2 separate regions of the Mus musculus genome follow, and region 2 is linked to region 1. A link is a contact called in public Hi-C data. All regions are on one chromosome and are shown on one strand. Each heading gives the region's core, a stretch centred on a gene start, on an enhancer-like site or on the middle of the called end of the contact. The rest is flanking DNA. Distances are from core to core; before and after follow the strand shown.

Region 1 (7,299 bases), core at 1,004-3,503:
GTGTCTGGATGCATGGCTCTGACATCTGCAGCCCTGAACGACGCAGGCTGTACCAGTGTGGTCATTGGCTTCAGAGCTACCAAATGCTGCTTCTCACAGGCTTTGGCTGCTCACCCATTTTCTGCTGTTGTGTTTTGAGCAAGTGTTTCCCAAAACTATTTCCTAATAGCACCGAGGGGTTGGGAGAGGAAAGAAAAGAAAACAGATAAGGATTGTCGAATGTACTAGGGAGGAAAGAGGAACACAGAAAATAAAACCACCACTGTTACCACCACTACCACCATGCTCGCCAGCTGAGCCTCTGGGACCTTCATAATTGATCACAGCAAGACGTTCTTTTTATTTTTTATTTTTTAAGGGGTATGCTGTTTTGATTTTTTTTTGAGACATATTCTCATAGCCCAGGCTACCCTTAAAGTTCACCATGTATCGGAATGATTGCGAGCTCCCAATTCCACCCCTCAGGTACTAGGATAACTTTATTCCACTGCTCCCAGCTTGTCCTCAGAGTTTCCGAGATGGTGGAATTTCTTTGGCAAAAGTGACCTTTGTTTTTATTTGGTTGGAGGATTTCTCTTCAAGTCCACTGGAAGAAGTCTGGGGGGGGGGCGCAAAGGTACCAGCAATGGGTGTCTTAAGAAGATTTGCTCGCAGATGCCAGCTGTGAAGATGCCAGTGACCTGTGTGCTCTTCATGGTGACAGGTTTCATCTTCCTGCATTCAGCTCAGACATGCTGAGAGTTCTTATCCACTGTGAGCTGGATGGATTGGCTCTGGGCCGCTAGAAGCACAGTTCCATAAAATCTGAATAGTTACCCTCAGCCTCCTCTTAAGATTAGAGATTTGGAGCTAGGTCAGTTTTACTCAGCCCCCACGGATCTACAAACTTCCATTCCTTTTGTGTTTTGTTTAAGACTAGTGTAGTTTTATATTTGCATATTTTATTTTATATTTGCACATATTAAATGTCTCTATTTAGCATATATTAACAGACAGTAAGCTGGTGTTAGCTCAGTTGGTGGGGTGTTTATGTTGCATGTACAAAGACCTAAGTTTGATTTCTGGAATCACGTAAACTAGGCGCAGTGACACGTGCCAGGAATCCTAGTTCTTAGGAAGTAGAGGCAGGAGGATTAAAAGTTCATTGTCATCCTTGGCTACAGAGTGAGTTTGAGGCCAGCTTGGGTGACATGAGATACTATCTCATAAAACAAAAATAACACAACTAGTTTGAGAATATGAGTATGTAGAATACATAGCATATATGCAATTTTCAATACTTCTATAAAATAAATATGACATATAGTTGTATCATTTAAATTCTATCCATCATCTATCTATCTATCTATCTATCTATCTATCTATCTATCTATCTATCTCTATCTCTCTATCTCTCTATCTATCTATCTATCTATCTATCTATCTATCTATCTATCTATCTATGTCTTTTCCCGAGAGAGTAGTGATGCTCTGTATTTATGTTACCTAAATATATCTCTGAATCACTATATTTGTAATTAGGATATAAACTTATACTTCTGATAAAGAAAGCATGCGATCTGACATATACACACCTTGTACATACACTTTGTATGTGGGTACATGAATGGCTATATGAATAAGGTTTTCTCTTTAGTTATCATCTGATTTTGAGCATTCTGGCATAGGTAGGCCTGCCTGTCAGTCTTAGGAGCACTGTGCCCTCATAAGATGTGGGGAACATTTACAGCCCCTGAGGAAGCACTCACTAACCCTAGACAGGGAGGTGTTGAGAGAGTTCTTTCTAGACCAGCTGTTCTCTCTTCATGCTCCTTTGACCTCCTCCACTGAATTACCACTTTGTTTTTCTTCTTCTTCTTCTTTTTTTTTCTTGTGATTTTTTTCAACATGGACTCTCAAGATTTTTAATCAGATGAAAATTTTGGTGTGCAGTTCCAGAGAAATTCAGTCCGTATGTTTCAGATTCATTTACAGTTAAATCATCAGAAGTAGTTTTGCAATCAGTGCTTGGCAGCCAGGAGCCTTTTGACATAACTAGAAGTCAAGATGCACTGGGCTGAAGGAGCCAGGCACTTTGGATGCCCCAGGAGGGCCAGTTGGCACCTGCAGTGGCAGCACCAGCAGGGACAAAGCAGGAAGGTGGGGCCTGGGGCGTACTCAAGTGTCGTTTATGTGGAATGGACTCTGGATTGCTGTCCTGTGCTCCGTGGCTCCATGCATAGGCTGGGGTATGAGTCATTCTAACTGGCCTTTCTGTGCTTAACTCCCTCCTCTTGGAGATGAGGATGCCAGTAATAGACTATCTAGAGCAAGAGGAATGCAGATGAGGGAGAGTTCTCTCTTACTGTTTGGATTTTTTCTGGTTAGGTGAAAAATTGTCAACCGTGGAGCGAGGCTTGGTGGTGTACACCTGCAATCTGGGCACTTAGAGGACTGAACTGGGAGCACTGAGCATTCAAGACCAGTCTAGGCTTTATAGCAAGACCCTGTCTCCCCTCCCCCCCCAAGGATGGGAGATTTGGGGATATAGCTCAATGGTAGAGCACCTGCCTAGCACACACAAGGCTTAAGTTCAAGCCCCAGCACTGAAAAAATAAAAACTTAAGGAAATGAAAATTGAATGTATTGTTGTAGCAGTAACACATCCTTCACCCATGGTTTTGTTTTGGATAGTTTCAATTACCTTTAGTCAATTGTTGCCCAAAAATATTAAATGGAAAGTTCCAAAAATCAATCAATCATTCATAGCTTTTACTTAACTTTAATTATATACACTACTATATTTGTTCATTTTAATAGTTGTTGTTAATATGGCTACTTCATAAGCTAAACTTGGTCATGGGTCTCTCTCCATATGTTTACATACATACATACATACATACATACATACATACATACATACATACATACATATAAAGTCACAATATGTTAGGTATAGGTGGCCCCCTTTCTGCAGTTTGAGGCAACCAATGGGGAACTGGGAATCTCACCTATTCTAGTGTGGAGACTATTATAGTTAGGACATTGTATACCAGGGGCTGTGCTAGGTACTTCTCACAGTCTCAGAAGGACCCAGTTAGAATTGGCCTCCCCTTCTCCATCTCTTGTTAATGCCTGACATGCTCTGCACAGATGTTCTTTTGCTCTCCTCTTCCCAGGGCCTCCAAGGCTCCTCTGGTCTCTTTCCATACTCTCTGGTCAGGCATATTCCTTCTATTAGGATTATCAGTCCTTTTCTGCATTTCTGGTCTCCACATTGGCCCTAAACTAAACTTTGGCCCATTATCCACAGTCACGCGGAAACTGCCTAGAGCTTCCCCTCTAAAATTCCATCGTCACCCAGTGCTCCCTGCCTCCTGTTCCCAGCGAATTCCCCTTTCTGCTGTAGCCTTTGATGTGGCTAATAATGGCTACTACCCACCTGGACATGTGAGCCAGGACACGCATCTTGATGAGTCTCTATTTCTTAAATACTTCTCTAGGCTTGTTGCTTTTTCGACTTCAAGCTTTCCAACCTTGCCCCTTCCTCTCCCTTTCCCATAGCTCAGCGCTCAGGTTTCAGCAATGCTTTGGGTAGCAGCAGCAGTGACTTGTCTCTTCCCTCTGGGCTCCCAGGGTGGCTGTCAACATGAAGCTCACAGGAGCTCTAGACACCAGGTTGCAATCATTCCCTTCCTCTGGCTGAAAGCATCTAAGGAATCAGCAGCACCCACCTGGCCGGCCCTTATCTGCGGCCGCCTGCCCCCAGCTCCTGAAGCAGATTCATCCCTGTACCTTAGCTCCATCCGTCAGGGAAAGAGCCTGGGTCTTTGATGCTATGAGAGCCTGAGAAGTCCTGAGTGGTTTCTGATGCTACTTCCAAAGGGTTGCTCTGGAGTGATGTGTACATTGGTTGTTTCACTAATTCAGGGTGTTGAGGACATAAGGCACAGTGGTGCCCCTTCTGTACCACCTCCATGCCGGCTTCTGAGGACCATATTAAGAACATATTAAGAACATATTAAGAACATATTAAGTACAGTGACAAACCTAGCTTCTGTCATAGGCCATCTGTGCCTGGTCTTATTGGCCATGTAAGTTCAAAGACACATTGAAGCAGGCACATTTGGGACATTTTTGAAGGGCAGAAAGCCAGCTTGGGGTAGGCAAGGTAGGGTTTTTATGTGTGATCATGTGAGCTCTCACATGTGTGAGTGTGTGAGTGTGTGTGTGTGAATGTGGAGGGTAGAGGTCAAGTTTGATGCCATTCTTCTGACACTATCCACCTTTTTTTGGGGGGGTGGGGGTGAGGGTTGGGACATGATCTCTTACTGGGACCCAGGGCTCTCAATTAGGCCACACTGGCTGCCCACCATGCTTTAGTGATCTGAGTGTCTCTGCTGTCCCAGTGCAGGAATTACAGGGCAAATGCTTTGCTCGCTGAACACTCCCCTCAGTTCCACACACACGCAGATTGTTCTTTAAACCCTGCTCAATCTTCCCTCTCCATGACTTGGGCAGCTACACCTGAGTCCCAGCTAATCCTGTGAACAGTCTCAGGGCAGCTGGGGGTTTCTCTCAGGAAGTTGATGCATAGAAGTAGGTAACAGATCCCTTGACATTTTGACACGAAGAAGAGAGGGACAGAACATGGCTAAGTACCTTCAATGAGCCTAGCCCCTTGTCAGAGACATCCAACTGTAATGGGAATTCAATTGAGCTCATAAGAAGTGATAGAACTTCCTGAACAGTCCTGTAAACAAGGTGGGGCTAGGGGCTCTGAGCATCAAAAAGCTCTTTGTAGGCTCTTCGGAGAACACCCAAGCAAGCTACACATCGTCGGGTCAACGAAAACCAAGCTTTGTGAGAAGGAAGATCCTGGGAGAAAATGGTTTGAATATCCACTTCAAGTCAGTGGACATCAGGTTAAACTGCTGTTGGTGCAAGCTGCAGAGGCACAGGGGGATAGGGAAACACACGGGATCTGGGGTGGGGCTGGGGCATTTATTTACAGCAGATTTCAGATCGTGAATAGGTGTTTTCTGGTCAGTGAAGAGAGGAAAGCAGTAATATATGCCATCATGTTTAAAAGCTTTTCAGTAGGTTCAGCATGACTGTGGCCATTGGGAGGAGTGGATAGCAATAAGACTCTAGAGAGCCCTAGACAGACTAGCAGGTGTAGGAGCCGACAAGCCAGGGCCGTAGCCTTATACTGAGGAGGGCTCTGACCAAGAGGAGATGCTTTTCCTGTCCCAAGTTGACTTGAACCCAGACCCTATGCCCTTCTATTTCCTGTTTCGTCCCTGATTAGCATAAGCAAGTGACTCTCTAATTTGGGAACTGTTCCAAGAGCACACAATGCTAAAACCCCAACAGAAAGCTGGGAATTTCAAAAAGAGGCATGCCCAGGCAGGGACCCAGCTCCTGAGGGATGGGTGGACAGGAGGAGGGTTGACAGGAAGCCAGCTCAGACCTCTCTTTAAGCTGCTTCTCCTCTGGGGGGAATTGGGGTGTGTGTGTCTTGTAGCAAATATTTGTCACCAGAGGGAAATCTTGGCTGGCCTCAGGATCGCAGATAATTAAGAGATATGATTTATCACTGGCAATGTCTCCAGGCCTGGCCAGAGCATGAGTAAATGTTTTCCAAGCTGCTTGGCCTTTCGCTCAGCCACACTGCTGGGGAGGCTCTGCTTGCATGCCAGGGATCTCAAGTTGTTTGAACTGTGATATAGCAGCAGGGATAGGGGGTGAGCCTGTAGTGCGTCCCAACAAAGGTCCCCTGGGCAGCTAGTCCTGGCTTTTGACAGAAAGGTGGTCTGGTAAAAATCAATAGAACCAGGCAGGTTTGGGAGGAATTCCCACATATATAACAGTGGGCAACTCGCTTGGCTTAACTGATCTGCCTCAGTTTCCTAGTATTTGGAATTAACAGAGAGATTTGAAATGAAGCAATGTTGAGCCGCAGGGAACACTTAGTAATGCCTGGAAGAATTCTTTGGTTGTCACAACTCTGAGAAGGCCATATAGGGAGCGGGAAGAGGTCAGAGTTGCTGGTGAGTGCTGAATGACGACCACGGGATGGCCCTGCCAGTCCTTGGCTCCTGTGTCCCCAGGGCTGAGACTGAGAAATCCTGAGGCATAGTGATGACATAGAGTAGTTGGCGATGTAAGTGACAGCACGTGGGCTGTACTGCTCTGCTGGACATGAAGTGGCCCCGACTGTGCTAAGTCATTACCATGGAAGTTACGAAAGTCATTAAAAAAAAACACACACACTTTAAGGCTACCACCAGTCTGAGGTAGATTTGGAGGAAAAGGCCACCTGAATACAGAAGGACAAATTAGACCTCCCCCACCCCAAAGAGCTCCTCTCTCCTCCCTCTTTTCCTTCTCCTCTGCCCTTTTGTTCACCATTTATTGAGCATGGATTTTTTTTATTAGGAGCTAGAGATTTGAGCTGTGGAATTGACTAGAAGAATAACTTGTATGTCTTTGAAATGTCCCTCAAATAGATCACTATTGATTTTATGAAAAAGAATCCCATAAAGAAAAGCACAATGAGCTATATAGACAAGTTGGTGGCAAGTGTGTGTCTATAGTCACAGCAGTGCAAGGTGAGTTCCCTGAGGCCTGCCTGCAGGGTGTGAGGTCAGCATCCTACCCCATTTTAGTGATCCCCTCCCTGTCCAGTGGATGACTGGAGTCCTTTCCAGATGACTAGCTGCTGTTGGCCTGAGGTGAGGGGCCCTGGGCCAGACCCTGAGTGAGATGTGGATCTGAGCATCCGCTCAGGGACCAACTCTGCTTATGGGCCTGCCCTGCAGCTGGCCATGGGAGTGTTTGCAGAAGGAGAGGAGGGATTGCTGAACAGCTCCCATGTGCCCATCCTGCATTGAAAGGAGCCTGGCTAGATGCCTGGGGCAAGCTGTTGGCTCTTGTTTTCTCTGAAGAGATTGGAGGGGAGTATTTGTATTCCATCTTAAAGCCCTGGCAGCAGGTTTAGGGTTGTCTTGCCACAGCAGAGGCAAAAGCCAGCTTCTAATTTAGAAGTGTGTCTGTAAATGAGAACACACACACACACACACACACACACACACACACACACACACACACACAGAGTGAGAGAGAGAGCGCCATAATTCTCTCTCTCTCTCTCTCTCTCTCTCTCTCTCTCTCTCTCTCTCTCTCAAATTAGCCTCTAGGGTTTCCCCCCTAGTACTTCCAGCCATGGCAAGATGTACCCCTCAAGGAAATGCAATCAATAGGATCGGGTGCTCATAGGACAAAAGAGGCAAGCATAGGAGAGATCAGGTTGCTAGA
Region 2 (7,255 bases), core at 3,857-6,356, 400 kb after region 1:
AGGGAAGATCAAAAGACCTCACCAAGAATTCACTTCGAATGCTGAAAACCCCATCCACAGATAGATAAAGGGAGAGACTAAATGAATGTCCAGATTTGTCATTCTACTGTAGACAAACGGAGGAAATTTAATAGACAAAATGCTCATTCATTATATGTTGATGTTTCAGTGGATCTTATTCCTGAACAACCACTATAGATGCATAACCACACAGGAATATCTCCTATCTTAGTACTTCTATGTCTCTCAGATTGTTTATGAATATGAATAAAAAAGACAATACTTCTTATAGTATGAGATAGCATTTGCCATGTTACAGTCCATCTTCTGTTCTTTTTGATATTGGATGCAAACTACTTGTATTAGAATTAGAAATTACTAAATTGGAGATCTATCCATATGGAATCAACCATAGATGTGGAAGAGCTTGAGTTGGCCTGGAGGAGAAAGTGAGAAATCATCGGGATGTGACACAAACACAAAGGACTTTCCACGGGAGGTAAGTGGACCTGTTCAATGCAGTGACCAACCACACAGAGAGAGAAGTCAACCTTGGGCTGGGAAAGACCATGCTGAATACAAAGTACAACAGGAAACATGATATGTCACAAGCAAGACTTCTAGAGGAAGTGTGAGGTTCGCCAAGTGGTTAGGGCTGATATGTAAAGAAGGCTAGATACCTTACTGCATGGAATAGTGTTTTGAAGATTAGGTAGCATCTATACTTTAAAGGGATCGTTTAGGTTTCAGAGTTGAAGGAAGCTTTAGCACCAACTCTCTGGCCAGTATTCTGTTAAATAGAAAAGTTGACTGCAGGCTGAAGGGATGGTTCAGCGACTAAGAGCACTGACTGCTCTTCCAGGGATCCTGGGTTCAATTCCCAGCAACCACATGGTGGATCACAACCATCTGTAATGAGATCTGGTGCCCTCCTCTGGGTATGTCTGAAGATAGCTACAGTGTACTCATACAAACAAACAAACAAACAAACAAACAAACAAACAAGCAAAACCACCACCAACAAAGACAACCAAAATAAAAAGTTGACTACCCATCACCCTTTCTCTATAATGGAACTCTTCCTGGGGAGATAAGAACAAATGTCTACTCACTCCAGTATGGAATCAATAACAAAAAAGTAACAATACCATCAAAGTCCAACTTGGGAAACCAGTTAGTTTGCTAAGCTTTCTTATAGGAGACAAGGGAAAGGGTAACTTACATGTAAAAAAAAGAAAGAAAGAAAAAAAGAAAAAACCTCAGCCATATCACCCAAAGCTCACTCCCACTTGAGTAACAGCTCATAAAAGCTGGCAACTAGGAATACACTGCACAACTTTTAGTTCTGCCTACATCTTAAGCTTGCTTCCAAGATGGAAGCTTTTTATCTCTGAGTCAATTGCCACATAACAGAAGTCTATTGTTATGAGGTAGCATGTGATCTCAGCAAGGTAGGAAAGGACACCATCTTCTACGAATCGCCATCTTCTCCCTGTCTTTAGAAATGAAACTCACTTTCTGAGAAATGTTATCAGAAAATATAGTCTGCTGTTGTAGTGTCCAAGAAATTTGCTTAGCCTGGAACACATTGCTCAAATGAAAAGTCCAGGTGTAAAAGGTATAACAAGGAAATCTGCTCTTCCATGTTCCAGGCCGTATCCTGTATTCACTTCTTAGACTATGTGTTGCTCATGAGAGAGAATTTGATATATTCATAGTAATTGGACTTGGGCACCCAGAACAGTTGATTTTTAGTTTACCATCTGCCAATAATGAGAAGTATCCTCTTAAAGCCATCAGCAAACCTTCCTGAGGCTTGGTCCAACCACTTATTTGGAAACAGAACCAATGAGAAATATGGTGTCGGGTAAGCAAGAGAACGCAGTGATCTATAGAGTTTGAAGTGAGTAGTAAGGTGAGAAGGGGGCTGCTGCTGTCCTCGTGCTCTCATGGTTTCACAGGGAATCATCACAGCACTGTCCAAAGGTGAGATAAGCTCATCTATCACTCACCACAGCCTCAGCAGCCACAAAGTCTTCTGATGTGGCGTCCGGGGTCAGTTCTTCAGATATAAAGTTCCAATCTCATCAGCCTACCTCAAATTCACTAAACACTGATAGGCTGACAACAATAGTCAAAATCATAAAATATGTGTAAAGACAGAAGCCTTCTGGGAACAGCAATCTTATTTCTGCTTTCCCCAATACTTGTATGCCTAGTCATCACTCAGAGTAACTATAGTATGTCTTACCCACGTTTATCTAAAACGTGGGACTTTTATCCACCCAAACAAAGCCTTGATGAGACTAAAGCCAACACTCATGATTTCTTAACCTGTGTTCTATCCAGCAACAATGCCTGTTAGGCTGTGTCTAGATACATGTATTAGGTAAAGAAAGATTGGCTACTGTAAAAGCAATCCTCATGAAGTTGTAAGATGATTACAATCAAAATCTGTATCTTAGTCCCATTACTATCCTGGGTAATTTCAGCATTGCAGCTCTGTGGTTCCTCTGTGAATGACTGGCCTGGTGCCCTTCTTCTTTCCAGAGCATGAAAATCATAAAAGCCTTCTTATAGTTAAGTCTGGAAATGTCCTACAGTCCTCTGTCTATAGTAGCTTAGTTAACCCCTAGACACAGGGCTCTGAAGAGACCCTGAGGCAGGCTTTCCCTGTGGTTTCAGGAACAGACAATGGGATTCACCATCATCTAGCCAGATCCAGTCTGAGACACAAAACTGGTGAACCTCACATCAAATATCCCTTTTATTTTTGTTGGAGATAGGTCTCATATAGCCCAAGCTGGATATGCATTTGAGAATGACCTGGAACTTCTTATCCTCCTGCCTTCATTACGTGGGTGTTTGGGATCACAGGTGTGCATCGCCATATCTGATTTATGTGAAATTAAGAATCAAACTCAAAGCTGTGTGCATGGCAGATAATCATGCCACAAACTGAAAAAAACTCTTCAGCTAAATAATCCCCTTCTTGGCTTTTATAAGTTTATCCCTGGTTTAGGATACCACTGCTTAGACTGCCAAAAGGAATTCTGTTGAGACAGATGGAGCTGAACTTACCTACAGACTATTGTAACCTAGTGGTTAGATCCTAGATCTTTTAAAAAAAGATTTTTTTAATTTATTTTATGTATGAGTACACTGTCAATGTCTTCAGACCCACCAGAAGAGGACGTCTGATCTTACTACAGATGGTGTGAACCACCATGTGGTTGCAGGGAATTGAACTCAGGACCTTCTTAAGAGTAGCCAGTGTTCTTAACCACTGATCCATCTCTCCAGCCCCGATGTTACAACTTTTTAAACCCTTCCTTTTACAGATAATAGATTCTTTTAAAAAGAGTAGCTTCCTTTTATTCCGTGTTTTAAAGATTGTATCAGTCATCTTTCCTGCACTGTGACAAAATACTTGGAATAATCAATGTATAGAAAAGAAAGAAAGATTCATTTGAGTTTACCATCTCAGAGGTTTCACTCTGGGGATAGGTGGATCAGTTGCTTTGGAGCTAGGAGAGAGGCAGACCCTCAAGCCTAAGACCATGTGGTCAAACTAAGTTGGTAACTTCATGGCAGCTGGTTGAGAGCAAAGAAAGAGAGAGGAGGGCCCCAATAATGCCCTCAGGAAACTCCCAATGGCCTCACTTCCTTTCTAAGGTCCCAACTCCTAAAGATCACCGCAATAACACCTCTATCTGATGACCAAACCTTTAGCATATGGATCTTCCGACACTTAAAATTCAAGTGCCAGCAAGACTCCTGTCTCTAAAGTTTGGAACTGTCTGATGTTGCCCTCCATAGCTTAACACAATCTTCTGGTAGCCATCCCCTCTTTTGAAAGGCCTTTTGTTAGTCCACAGAGTACAGTAAATACTTTATCTGCATATGTCCCTTTCTTCTTGTACCCACTGCTATAACATCTTTAACATTTATTAGCCATTTAACATCTTTATTTTTCCTTTATTTTTAAGACAGACAAGAGATTGGACCGTGTCTTCAACGTACATTTCTTTATCCTTAGCAGCTAATACACTATCTACATTTTTAAATGCACAAGAGTATATTTATTTATTTTTCTAATTTTTCAGTCTGTTGGATGACAACCAGATGAGTGTTGAATAAGTGGAGAAGATACAGAGAGTTTATAGACGTCATCCATCCTGCTTTAGAATGCTCAGGGTGGCTTTGGAACTCAGAAGAAAGGAGAGAAAGTATGCATGTTTTATCCTATTGGTTCTCTGCCATGAGTTTCAGGATGAATCTTTTAGTTACCAATTGCTATTTTATAAATGAAAACACTTTAGGTCAAGGTCATGCTTTCAGTTAACAGAAGAACTGACATTCCAATGTAAACCTCTCAGATGTGCGCCAACGCTCTTTCCGCTCCTCCCAAGGCTAAGCTGCCTCCTTACTGATGAAGGCAACAGCAACAGCACCTCATCTTCTCGTCCAAGGCACTTCACAGCCAGCACCTCCTTGGTGCTGGCATGGCAGTTGTCTCATGGGGGATGCGTTGAGCCCTCTGCTTTGTGACAGAGCCAGCTGCAGAAAGCACAGCCAACAGCTTCCAATCAAAGGAAATCCTGCAAAAACAGCTTCAGCGATCTCCTGGGGACTCTCCCCTTCACAGACCCTGGCAATAAATAACACGCAAAAGCCATCTGCCCATTGCCAAGGTGGACTTCAAATGGGGTGGGGCAACAGTATTAGAACCTTCCACTTGGCATGTGCACTGTCAGCCCATTCCAGAAATTAGTTCACAGGGAGTAGATGAAGGGAATGCCCACTTCCCCAGCAGCTGACTCGTGGGAACTCTGAGCTTGAATTAGCAGGAGGAAAATGCAGCTTGCTAGCCTTCAAAGACCATTTTCCCAGCTAAGCCTTAGACGGCTGCTTTGACATGTGTTCAGAACTACTCCCAAACAAGCACAAACACAGCAGACTCCACTGATCAGGGCTGCAGAGCTGAAGGATGGAATCTCAAGCATGATCTGTGAGAACAGAAAGTCCCAGCACAGGCTCCACGCAAGCTACTTTAAGCTCCAGCCCTGCATCCTGTAGCCAAGGATGGGTGGCCCCGGAGCAGGAAACTCTTGGCAGCCTGCACTGCGTGCTTTGCCTGCTGACAAGAGCACACCCTGGCCTTGGTTATTGCCCTTATAAAACAGCTCGAGGAGAATGCAAGCCAAACGTTTTCAATGTGCCTGGAAGAAGAATGTTAACTATGATTGCGCAGTCGAACAGTACAGTACTGCAACAACACGCAGCGTTGCTCAGGGGAGGGGCCAGGAGATGTGGCTCAGGCTTCCTGTGGCTTCCCTGCCCTTCTCCTTCCTGCCCTCAACAGCAAAGCTTCCCCACCGCTGCCCTGACAAGGCCCTCACAGAAGAAACCAAGCATTGGGGATTTTTATGGCTGTAATTAAGAGTCAGAATCCTTTCCAGCTAGAAGCTAATAATCTCATTTGCGTTATTTTAATTTTTTATTTTAAAAAGTCTCTTTATTCTAATTAATTCACAAACAAAAACATCATGGAGCTGGTTTAAGGAAGTCAGTAAAACATTTGCTATATCCAAACTTTATACATCCAAATGAACCAATGCTAAAGCTATGGAGATTTTTTGGGGGGAGGGGGCTACACATTCGCTATTAACTACACATTCTGTTCATATTTGCAACTGTTTTTTCACTATTTGACAATGAGATCGTTTGTGATAAAAGAGAAGCAAAAATTAAAGGCTGTAGAGGTCTTCATGAAGGATGTTGCCTATTAACATTCACCCTGTAGAAGAAACCTGGTGTGGTGTATGCAGATTTCTCCACATTCATGGTCTGTTTCTACTAGGCTTTGTGGAGTATTTCCCCATATTTTAACAAATCTCTAAATTGGGGAATTGCCACCCACAAGCTGAAGAGAAACAAGTACCACAGGATATTCCTACCAGAACATATAACCCAGTCAGCCTGCTCCTCACTCAGGAGCCAGAACATGTTTATTGTACTAAAATCTCACTCAGATCACACACACACACACACACACACACACACACACACATCATCATCATCATCATCATCATCATCATCATCATCTCAGTTTTAGTTCTGGGTTATTTTTTCTAATAATTTTAATGAGATTTAAAGAGGGTAATAAAAGCATGTGTTTGTCCCTCTAAAAGAGAACAAAACATCATCTTGCCTTACTTCATGATGAAGTATCACAAGGGTTTCAACCAAAGGAAAAGGACAGGTGACATCACTGTTTCTTGTTTCTCTGAAAATTTGGACCATAAAATAGAATAAATTAAGAACTATGGGAACGGGCTGGAGAGATGGCTCAGAGGTTAAGAGCACTACTGAATGCTCTTCCAGAGGTCCTGAGTTCAATTCCCAGCAACCACATGGTGGCTCACAACCATCTGCAATGGGATCCGATGCCTTCTTCTAGTGTGTCTAAAGACAGCTACAGTATACTCACATACATTAAGTAAATAAATAAAGGATTTTAAAAGAGAACTATGGGAACAATAGGAAACTATTACTATTTGATGACTACTTAGATAAGAGTAACAGTTGTCAGCACTATTAGGAATCTGGCTTGAAGAAATGGCCCAAAAGTTAAAAGCTTATACTGCTCTTTCTGAGAACTGGGGTTCAGTTCCCAGAACCCACAGTGTGTAGCTACTTAAATGAAACTGTAGAAGATTCAAAGAGAAGTATATAAAATCCAGAGAAGTTTTAAATTCCTAGATGAGATGACCAGATAAGGAAGCAATCTTCCTAAAATAATGTATAAGTGTAAAGGTAACAAAATAGGATTTTTTTCTTACATTAGGAAAATTGTTTATCCTGAGAATGCTGAAGGAGTGAGCAAATAGGCAAGCCAATGTTTAAAACAATGGGTATGTGGAAGAATTTATCAGAAAAAATGCTATTTCACATTGTGATCGCCGATGGTATTGTTAGAAAACTGGGTACTTATACCAGTAGAACGAAACAGAACTTCTAAAGTTAGCCATAAACACCATAGAACTTCACAATAATACTGAAAAATAGGAAATTCAGTGTGGGGTCTGGATAGACATCTCCGTGGATAAGAGTGCATGGAGTTCTATAGAGGATCTGAGTTTAGTTTCCAGAACCCACATCAGGGGGCTCACAAACACCTAAAACCCCATCTCCAGAGGATCCAGACCTCCATGGGCACTGTATGCATGTGCACAGACCCATATTTTACACA

The links. A called contact is a pair of places that touch in the nucleus more often than the background predicts.
Region 2: a Hi-C map of embryonic fibroblasts shows a contact between it and region 1, with 2.4 times the contacts expected there. The contact joins two enhancer-like sites. A contact is called at or near these places in 4 of 484 Hi-C or Micro-C datasets (the 3T3-L1 cell line, 3T3-L1-derived adipocytes, the HL-1 cell line and 1 more) and 5 of 115 datasets of contacts at active chromatin or transcription factors (astrocytes, bone marrow-derived macrophages, embryonic stem cells and 2 more).

The regions. Positions count from the first base shown.
Region 1 is chr4:55,716,503-55,723,801 of GRCm38.p6, forward strand. No RefSeq gene overlaps it. Among named protein-coding and RNA genes, the nearest start is that of Gm12511, 150 kb to the left of the region's middle. Within about 2 kb of position 2,254, at least 53 of the 459 cell types and tissues checked have an H3K27ac peak or open chromatin away from gene starts, as enhancers often do. A contact at or near this core is called in embryonic fibroblasts and fibro-adipogenic progenitors, where this site is marked.
Region 2 is chr4:56,108,830-56,116,084 of GRCm38.p6, forward strand. No RefSeq gene overlaps it. Among named protein-coding and RNA genes, the nearest start is that of Gm12519, 110 kb to the left of the region's middle. Within about 2 kb of position 5,107, at least 178 of the 459 cell types and tissues checked have an H3K27ac peak or open chromatin away from gene starts, as enhancers often do. A contact at or near this core is called in embryonic fibroblasts and fibro-adipogenic progenitors, where this site is marked.